Linked DNA regions of Sus scrofa: region 1 is linked to region 2. The links are chromatin contacts, called in public HiChIP or PLAC-seq maps. All regions are on one chromosome and are shown on one strand. The core of a region is the stretch at or near the end of the contact, and the rest is flanking DNA. Distances in the headings are between cores, read along the strand shown.

Region 1 (3,954 bases), core at 1,117-3,616, 38 kb after region 2:
CTCACCAGGAGCCCCCTGCAGGCCCTCCTTTCTCAGTCCACCTCACCCTCTGCTGCCCGAGAGTGGCCCCAGCCCAGCCTGGCACCTGCCAGCCTCCTCTTGGGCAGGATGCGTCCTCTTCTTGCCTCCCTCCCAGCGCCCACCCAGGGTCACCATTCTCTCTTCTGCATGACTGTACCGGACCTGCAGGTCCTCCTGCTCCATTCTCTCTTCATCACGGCCCTTCCCCTGCTTAAAAACTCTTCTGCGGTCCAGCTCTCCCCCACCCCCCAGAACAAAAGTCCTCAGGCCAAGGCCCCAGCTGGCACCCATACTTGGCTACTTCCTGGCAGCAAACCTCCCGAGCCCCGCAGCAACCTGGCCTTTGGGCCTCTCAGCCCTACACACCTGGGTCTCCCCAGCGGGTTTGCTGCCTCCCTTCTCCTCTCACCAGCTCAGGGCCCCCATCCTCAGTCCCACCCTCCCTGTCTCCGCCCCCACCACACACGCTCAGGGCCCTCACCGCAGGTGGCCGGCAACCTCGTCGATGTGGGACACGTCGAGTTGGTCCTTAATGATGCTGAGGTCCCTGTGACAGCTGCCGGCAGGTGAAGTCAACGTCACCCTTCCATATTGCTTCACCTCAGGCTTTTAGGACACAAAGGCCATTTCTCCTAGACAACTGTGCGCCTTTTCTCACAAAAGCAAAAGTAACATTGCACGAGAAGGAGGCATTCTGGAGCCTGGGTTACGAATGGGCTCTGCTCTGCCGCCCTTCACTCCGTGTGAGCTTGGGCAAATCAATCATGCTTTCTGAGTTTTAGTTTCCTCATCTGCAAAATGGGGGCATCACCTCCTTCGTAGAGATGTGTAAGAATAAGAAATAAGTTTCTGCCGTTTACGGATGAACATGCTCCCGCCTGTCTATCTCATTCAATCTCTAGCCCAGCCGCCTGCTTCTATTCTCCAGGCCTGAGAAACAACCCATGACTGGATGCAGGTTTTCTTTCCATCCATATCTGTGTAGAGTGCTCCCTCTTCCTGCAAAGTGCTTCTCTCTGCTCCTCATACTCTGAGACCCAGATCAAACCAAGCTTCCAGGCCTGGCACGTGTCTCCTGGGCTTCTGCAGCCCTCGTTTGCTGATCCCTGCCACAAGTGGCTGTAGAAGTGTCCAGCCCCAGACCAGGAGCCAGGTGCAACCCTCCATGTGGCCAGGGGAGACCCACCCATTAGCTGGGGTCCTCTGCCAGCAGGGACAGGTCCCTCCTTCCCAAGCACCTTACCCGGGTTCGCCAGCTTTCATCTGCAATATCTTCTGTTCTGGCACATCACACCTGGGCTCCTCCAGAGCAAAGCGCAGGACCCTGGGGCTATACCGGACCCAGGCCTGGGTCTGGTCCCTGCAGAAGGTGCACACGAAGTAGAGTCAGGGGCTCCTTCCAGGGAATCGCAGGAAAGGCGACCCCTGCTGGCCCATGTGAGTTTTAGGGACAGGTCCCCGCCCCAGGCCTCAGGCTCCTACCTGCCCTCACAGATGGCCTTCCGGCGGAGACCCTGGAGCAGCTGCCGTAGTTCCTGGCGCACGAGGTCTCTTAGGAGCGGCGGTGGTGCCAGAAGGGAGGAGGGGTCAGAGGTGGGGCAGGAGCCAGGCGCTTGGGAGGACCGAGCCTCTAGGAGCAGTGTTCGTAGCATCACCACCTGCAAGAAGAGCCGGGACACCTTGCAACTGAGGAGGGAAAGGAGGGGAGGCACGGAGCTGGGGAAGTGAGGGGCAGCGCAGCGTTAAACTGGAGAGGGATGGGCGGACGGTGAGATCCGACAAGCTCTCGAGAGTTACCAGGCAGGACCAGGCGCCCAGAGGAGGTGGGGAAGTCATCCCAGTGGTGGAACAGGACTGGAGCGGGGCCCACCTTCCCACGCCCCACCTCTGCCCGCAGCTCCAGGCTCAGGTCCACCGTCGTCTCCCCCAGAATCCTCTTCACTTCGGGCCGCTCCAGGAGCGGAACGTGCTCCTCCACCAGCTCCCAGAGCGACAGGTAGTTCCCAGGCATGGCCCGCCCGCGCCCCGGTGCCCCCCGATGCGGGTCAGCAGGTCGGAGCGCCGGGGGCGGGGGGACCTGGGTCGCCCCGGGTCGGGCACTCCCGCTCACGCCCAGCCCCTTCCGGGTTTCACAGGCCACGCCCCCAGCCTGGCGCCCGGGCCGGCCTCCCTCAAGCCCCACCGCGTTCCGCCGCCCGTCCCCACGGCTAGAACTGGCCAGCCCAGAAGCCACCGGCCTCTGGCTCTGTCTCGTCCCCCCGGCTCTTGGCTGACGCTCAGGGTCCGCAGTTTCTGGTCGCGGCCCGAGGAGCCAGGCGGCCGGACCGGGGCCCTAGCCCCGCCCCTCCCGCGCGGCCGTCACCCGGGAAACGGGGCCCTGCTCCGCCCCCAAGCCCCGCCCCCGCCCATTTCAGGGCGGTGCCGGCTCGTCAAGCCCAACCCACCGCGGTGGTAGGTGGTTTTGGAGTCAACCAGCCGCCCCGCCCTGACCCCCACGTTCCTTCCATCCCTGGGCGCCTTTCGCTTTCAGGACAGGTGAAAGCACTGAGAAATCTGAGCCCACGGGGTGATTACTTCTTTGGCTCTTCTGGCCGCGAGGCAGCGACAGCGTAAACTTTCCCCCTTCCAGCTGGCGGACTAGCGAAGCGCTGTTCTTGGAGGAACAGGACGGCCCGGCCGGGGCCGGACCGCTAGGTTGAGCCAGGCCTCCTCCCACCACACACGCAGGGCCTGGGTTTAGGGCTCCAGATCCCCATCCCCCAAGAGACAAAGGGACTGCTCCATTCACGTTTTTTTACTAAAGCACCCACACAAGTTTCTGTGCAATGTACAAACACGAGCCGGCCCTGGGGCTACTGCCTTCTTTCTGAGGGGCGGGGGGCAGGAACCCACCTGATCCAAGCCCCACCCACCCCCCATGCAAAGCCCATCCCCAAGGTCCCAGGCAGCCACACAGCACCCTCTCTGGTCCCCTCCCGGGGCTGCTCCTCAGCAGGGGGCGCACCAGCGTTTGCCCCCCACAATGTTGAATGTAAAAGGTTTCCCCTCCCCTGGAAGCATGGGGGATCCCCAGGTCTGAGAAGTCCCCCTGGAAGCGACACTGCCCCCTAGTCATACCTCCCGCTCTTCCAGGCCCTAGGGGACTCAAGGAGGGGGGAAACTGAGGCACAGAGAGGTGGAGTGACCTGGCCCAGGCCACTCGGTGAGGCAGTGCAGGGGCTGGCCCAGCCCTGACAGTGAAGGGGGCTGGCCTGGGGAAGGAGGAGCAGGAAGAAGGGGTGACCCCAGGGAGGGCCACACTTGAGGGGCCTGCCCAGGATGGAAGCCCCCCAGAGTAGGTCCTGAAATTTCCAGGTGTAGCTGGGGGGGCCTATTGAAGACCCTCAGAAAACAGAGCCCGCAGTCTCAGTCCTGGGGGATCCGCCACAGAGCAGCCGCCAGCCAGGCTGTAGGTCAGTCCTCTGGCAGGCAATCCTTGGCACTGGGAGCCTTTGTCCACTGGTGTCAGCCCCGAGGGGGCCATGAGGGGGGCCGCCCAATGTCCACTGTGATATTGGTGAAGAGCGGCTGCCGAGACACCTCCAAGACCTGGTACCTCACTGACCTGATGCCGTCCCGCTTCATGGTCAGCTTCGTGTTTTGAATCTTGGTAAACCTAGATAGGATGGAAGTGGGTCCAGGTCAGGGCTCACCCCCAGACCCAGCAGGGATCACGGGAGCCAAGGTTCATGCCATCCTGGCTTCTCCCAGGGGTACCTCCGTTTCCCCTGCCGTCCCCTCCACCCTCCACCCGCCTGGAGCCCCTTGGCTCTTGCGTCTACCCTCAAAACAGAGATCTTACCCCCTTGAGGCCAGAATCATGACACCCTCACAAATCGCTCATCCCAGACCCAGACCCCAAGGGGCACCCCACAGGCACCTCAAATGCAACAG
Region 2 (4,300 bases), core at 1,095-3,594:
AGGGGGTCACAGGATCCTCCCCAGGGTGGATGGCTATTTTTGGTGCTGGCTGCTCCGCTTATAGCCACTCCTCTGAATCCGAAGAGGCTCTGGGTTCAGCGGGGCAGGGGCAGTGGGAGGCATCTCCAGTCCCTCGACGGCTTCAGCCTCCAGCTCTGAACCGGCCCCCTGCTTCCCACAGGGAGGCCTGATCCTGGGGCAGAGCCCTTCCATCCCGCCCCTTAGGAAAGCAGGGAGCCAGGAGGGATGATAAGGGTGGCCAGACGGAGACTCGGGCCGGCCCGCTCTGACGGTCAGGCATGTCCACTTGCAGACAGTCTGTGCTCACGACCCTATCACAGGCCCGCAACCCTTCATTCTCAAGGCTACGCCCTTGGCCACACACTGGCTACAGAGATGGGCTGCCCCACACTGGGGTGTGACACGGTCTCACATTCCACAAAGGAGAGCAGGAATTCCTTTTCTCTCAAGGCTGAGTTCCTCGAAATGGGCTCAATTCCCAGCACAGGGTGGATGCACACTCAGACGGGGTGAGTAAATGGACATTCACTTACATGGGGTCACGTGACTGGGGGGCGGGGCTGGAGGCCGACGGAGCATCCATCGAGGAAGTAATCGCCTCCGCTTCCAGCACCACCCCGTCCCAGCTTCCTCGAGGGCCACTCCGCAGATAATGCCTGCCCTGAAGCGACCGGGTCGCCACCGCTCCCGCCGCTCCAGCTTCCTTTCCGGTGAAGTGGGACATGGGCCCCCTGTGAGCTGGACGTTAGGGACATCAGGTGGTCAAGTTGTCAGGCCCCCTGGGCACTAGGCCCCCTGGGTGGTGGACACGGGGGCTCTGGGTGCGGAGAACTCTGGATTTCAGGTTCTCGGCAGGGTTGGGGGCTCTGGCAATGGGAATTCTGGACTTTGGGATTTCCAAGATATGTAAGAATCGGAACATTGAAATGCTCTGGAAATCAGGGCTGCACCCCAGGCAGGGCCAAAGTCAGTGTTTCTGAGCTGTGTGCCTAATTTTACCTGTAGCTGCTGGGATCCAGTCTGGACCCTGCTCCGATTCCCATAATTGGCTCATGCTGTCCCCGTGGACCAGGGCCAAAGAAAGCACAACAGGATGGCCTGAAGGGCACGTGGTGCCCCAGAGACAGCTCTTGGGTCTGGAACCGATCTATCCCACTCCCTTGCATTGTGACAGGGCGGGGAAGGTGCCAGGCACTGACCACTACAAGTTCAAGGGAGGAAGAATCTGAGAGCAGAGCCCAGCTGCTGAGGCTGGGGCTCCACGCCCTGTCAGGCCAGGCTGCAACTCAAAGCCACATCCAGCCTCCCCCACCATCTCCGCAGGGCCCCTCAGCACTCCTCCACCAAGGTGCCCAGCGCTGCCAGCTGCCACAGTGCCTTCCAGAAGCGGCGCGAGTCTGGTCTTATCCTATCCCACCAGACTTACACCTAAGCATACTCCCCCGGGGCCCAGCAGAGGCCTTGATCTTGCAGGCTGATGATGACAAGTGAAACCAGTCAGCATTAGGGGATCTGACCCCGGGCCCAGCCCTCCCAGGAAATAGCGCTGCAACTGGAGCTCCTGAGACACGCCCTGGCCCGCAGTGGGTGGGGCCCAGCCACCGAGCTGCCCCTCCTCTTGCTGCCCTGCCCCAGGAAGAAGCTCACCAGCCAGCGAAGATGTCTGACCCCATCAGTCCTCCTCTCGGTCCTCTGGCCCAATGCCCCTCCTCTCCCCACAGTGGTCCAGGCTGCCGGTGCCCTTCCCACCCCGTGGGCCAGCTGCCCAGGGCCGGGAGCTCACAGCTGGGGATGGAGGCCATCCCAGCTCTGACCTGGGCTAGGCCCAAACCTACCTCCCTTGGGGCCTCCTTCTGGTTGGAAAAAAACGGCTACTTTAGTCCCTGCCTCGTGGAGACGGCTTTTCAAACCAGAACCTTTTCACATAAGCTTCTCCCAGGGACTCAACTCACTGTGTGGCTGCCTGAAGCCCTTTCTAGATCAAGGTGGGTAACATACACACATCTGTAAATCTCTCCAGATGAACGCAAACATGCTTTGTGTTACATCAGCTGCCTGGCACAACCCACGCGGGCAACGTCTCCAACTTGCCCAGACACCCCAGGGAAAAATCTCTTTTACCCACCGCATGGGTTAAAGCGTGAGGCTGCCTCCCTGTCCCCAGATTAATCCCCAAACTCTTTCTCCCGAATAGAGGCTCAGGGGACTGAATTCTGAGCACCCCCCCCTCTTCTTCCACCCCCACCTCCCCCCGACCCCCAGCCACAGGTCTTGACAGTCTCTGGGAGACTGGCAGTGAGCATCTGGCAGTCTGTCTGTCTCCCTTCATATGGAGTCCGAAGCGTGAGGGGGGACGCCCCACTGTCCCTGGCCATGGCAGTCCCAGAAGCTTCACTGATCTTCAGTGCCCTCTTCGCAGCCCCCAGCCCACCCCCAGTCTACTGGAGGAAAGTTGGCCATTTGCCATCGTCTCAGCCTCTTCCTCACCCCATTCCACTACCTGGGGACTCTTTCAACAGCCTCCCTCCCGCCTTCCCCGTGTGGCAGCCCTTTTTGACAAGCCCCAGGGGGAGGGAGGGAAGGAGGGAGAGACCAGCAATTAAATTTACGTCCTATGCGGTGGGGTGGGGCTTGGATCACCCGTGCCGGCCCCCACCCAGAGCCAGGCACGCACACCCATACATACCACTACACAGAGCTGCTGCAGTGCCCACTGTCACTCCTCCACAAACACAGATCCACCTACACAAATCCACGGGGGCAGGGGGCACAGGCTCCACAGCCTGCTCAGGGAGCGGCGAGTGCGCGCACACAAGACACCTGCAACTCGTTCACAGGAGAATAAAAATCACAAACATGCTATACCTGCCAGGTTTGGGAACAAAGTAACAATGAAAATAATCTTGCTGATGAGAATAATGTCTCCAGACCTCCCCAGATCTGATTACATCCCTAATGTGAACAGGTTATAAGTTCCGAGTTGGCAGAGCCCGGGGGGGATGCCTTGTGCAATGGACGGCATGTGTAGCCTGAGAACTGCCTTGGCAAGAAGTGTCTGTGCCTGACACCTGTTATACTGCCCAGTGCCTCTGACAGTAAATTAATAACGTGGAATCTCACTCTTCAATTGATCTTGTGGGAGTTTCGCATGTGTGAATCAGCTTCTTAGAGGCTGACTATCCCCAGGGAACAAATAAAACTGGTTTCCTGGCCAGATGACAGTGAGGCTAGAATCAGGGTGCAGAGAAGAGACCATCTCTCCAGGTTGGTGCCCTCCCTGAGCAGAGGGCACTCTGCCGGGGGGCAACAGTGGTTCCCTGACAGCCAGTACGAAAGGCCCCTTCTTCTTGAAAGCTGGTGGCTCTTAAGGTAAGCAAATATGGGAGCTCCTTTCCACCAACCGCCAAGTATTGCTGCCCAAAGGCAGCCTGGAGCAATATGTTTTGTGCATTTTACAGGACAGGAAACAGGCTCCGCAAAGCTCCCTCTGCCAAAGTCTCTGCTTTAGCTGGAACTGGAACCCAGGTCTGTCTCCCTGGGGAGGTAAGTGGGGGTCCAGGTTGGTATCTGCAGCCCCTGTAACAATATGGCCAGCATAGAGCTGACCAAACCAATTTAGGGGAGGGTCAGTGGAGAAAGGACCCCCAGGCCTCGCGTCCCAAGGAGTAGGACCCAGGCCTTACCCAGCTGTGCCCACAGTCCCTAGCGGCGCTGCTCCAAAGGGAATGGAATTTGCTCTGACTTCTCTCTAGGGGGAACGCAGGCGCAGAAGGCCGGGGGCCTGGCAGGCTAACTCCAGCCTCAGCCCCCCCCCCCAAGTGCCCCGGCCTTCTGGCTTCATTCCAGCCCTACCCGAAGGGGACGACATCTGCTTCCTCCAAGGGCCCCAGCTGGAGGGCAGCGAGGCAAAGGTGGAGAAGGGGGCTCCTTGGCAGTGCGCACTTCCAGGGGTTCGCGGGGATCAATCATCTGAAAGCTAGAGAGACTGCAATTTTATTCTGTGGGAGGAGGAGCCTGAGAAGTCGGACGGGGGTGGGGATGAGATGGGGGCGGAGGGGGATGGCAGAGCGGCCAGGGGTGCAGTTCAGAGAGGGGAGGGACTTGGCTAGGTCTCCCAAGCCTTCTCCACTCTCCAAACTTTCACCAAACTCTTTGCCCCCGCCTCCCCGAAACCAAAACACAACAAGCTCAGGAGGAGCGGCGAACGGCGCGGCGGGGCGGGCAGACTTGCGGCGGCACTGAGCCTCGGGAGGCTGATGCAACTTTCCCTTTAAGAAAG

The links. HiChIP or PLAC-seq counts read pairs in DNA pulled down with a chosen protein or histone mark.
Region 1: a contact with region 2 is called in an H3K27ac HiChIP or PLAC-seq map of alveolar macrophages. The contact joins the promoter of CCDC24 here to the promoter of SLC6A9 in region 2. A contact is called at or near these places in 1 of 5 promoter capture datasets (fetal liver), 22 of 47 Hi-C or Micro-C datasets (adipose tissue, blood, brain and 12 more) and 1 of 2 datasets of contacts at active chromatin or transcription factors (alveolar macrophages).

What each region holds. Positions count from the first base shown.
Region 1 is chr6:167,303,105-167,307,058 of Sscrofa11.1, forward strand. CCDC24 (coiled-coil domain-containing protein 24) reads right to left here and starts at 2,367. Exons shown (of 8, transcript XM_021096826.1): 1 at 1,892-2,367; 2 at 1,504-1,679; 3 at 1,265-1,381; 4 at 503-577. The coding sequence starts at 2,032. It overlaps B4GALT2 (beta-1,4-galactosyltransferase 2), which reads right to left. Exons shown (of 7, transcript XM_021096829.1): 7 at 2,799-3,676. The coding sequence ends at 3,526.
Region 2 is chr6:167,264,849-167,269,148 of Sscrofa11.1, forward strand. It overlaps SLC6A9 (sodium- and chloride-dependent glycine transporter 1), which reads left to right and starts at 2,345. Exons shown (of 15, transcript XM_021096817.1): 1 at 2,345-3,390; 2 at 3,480-3,564.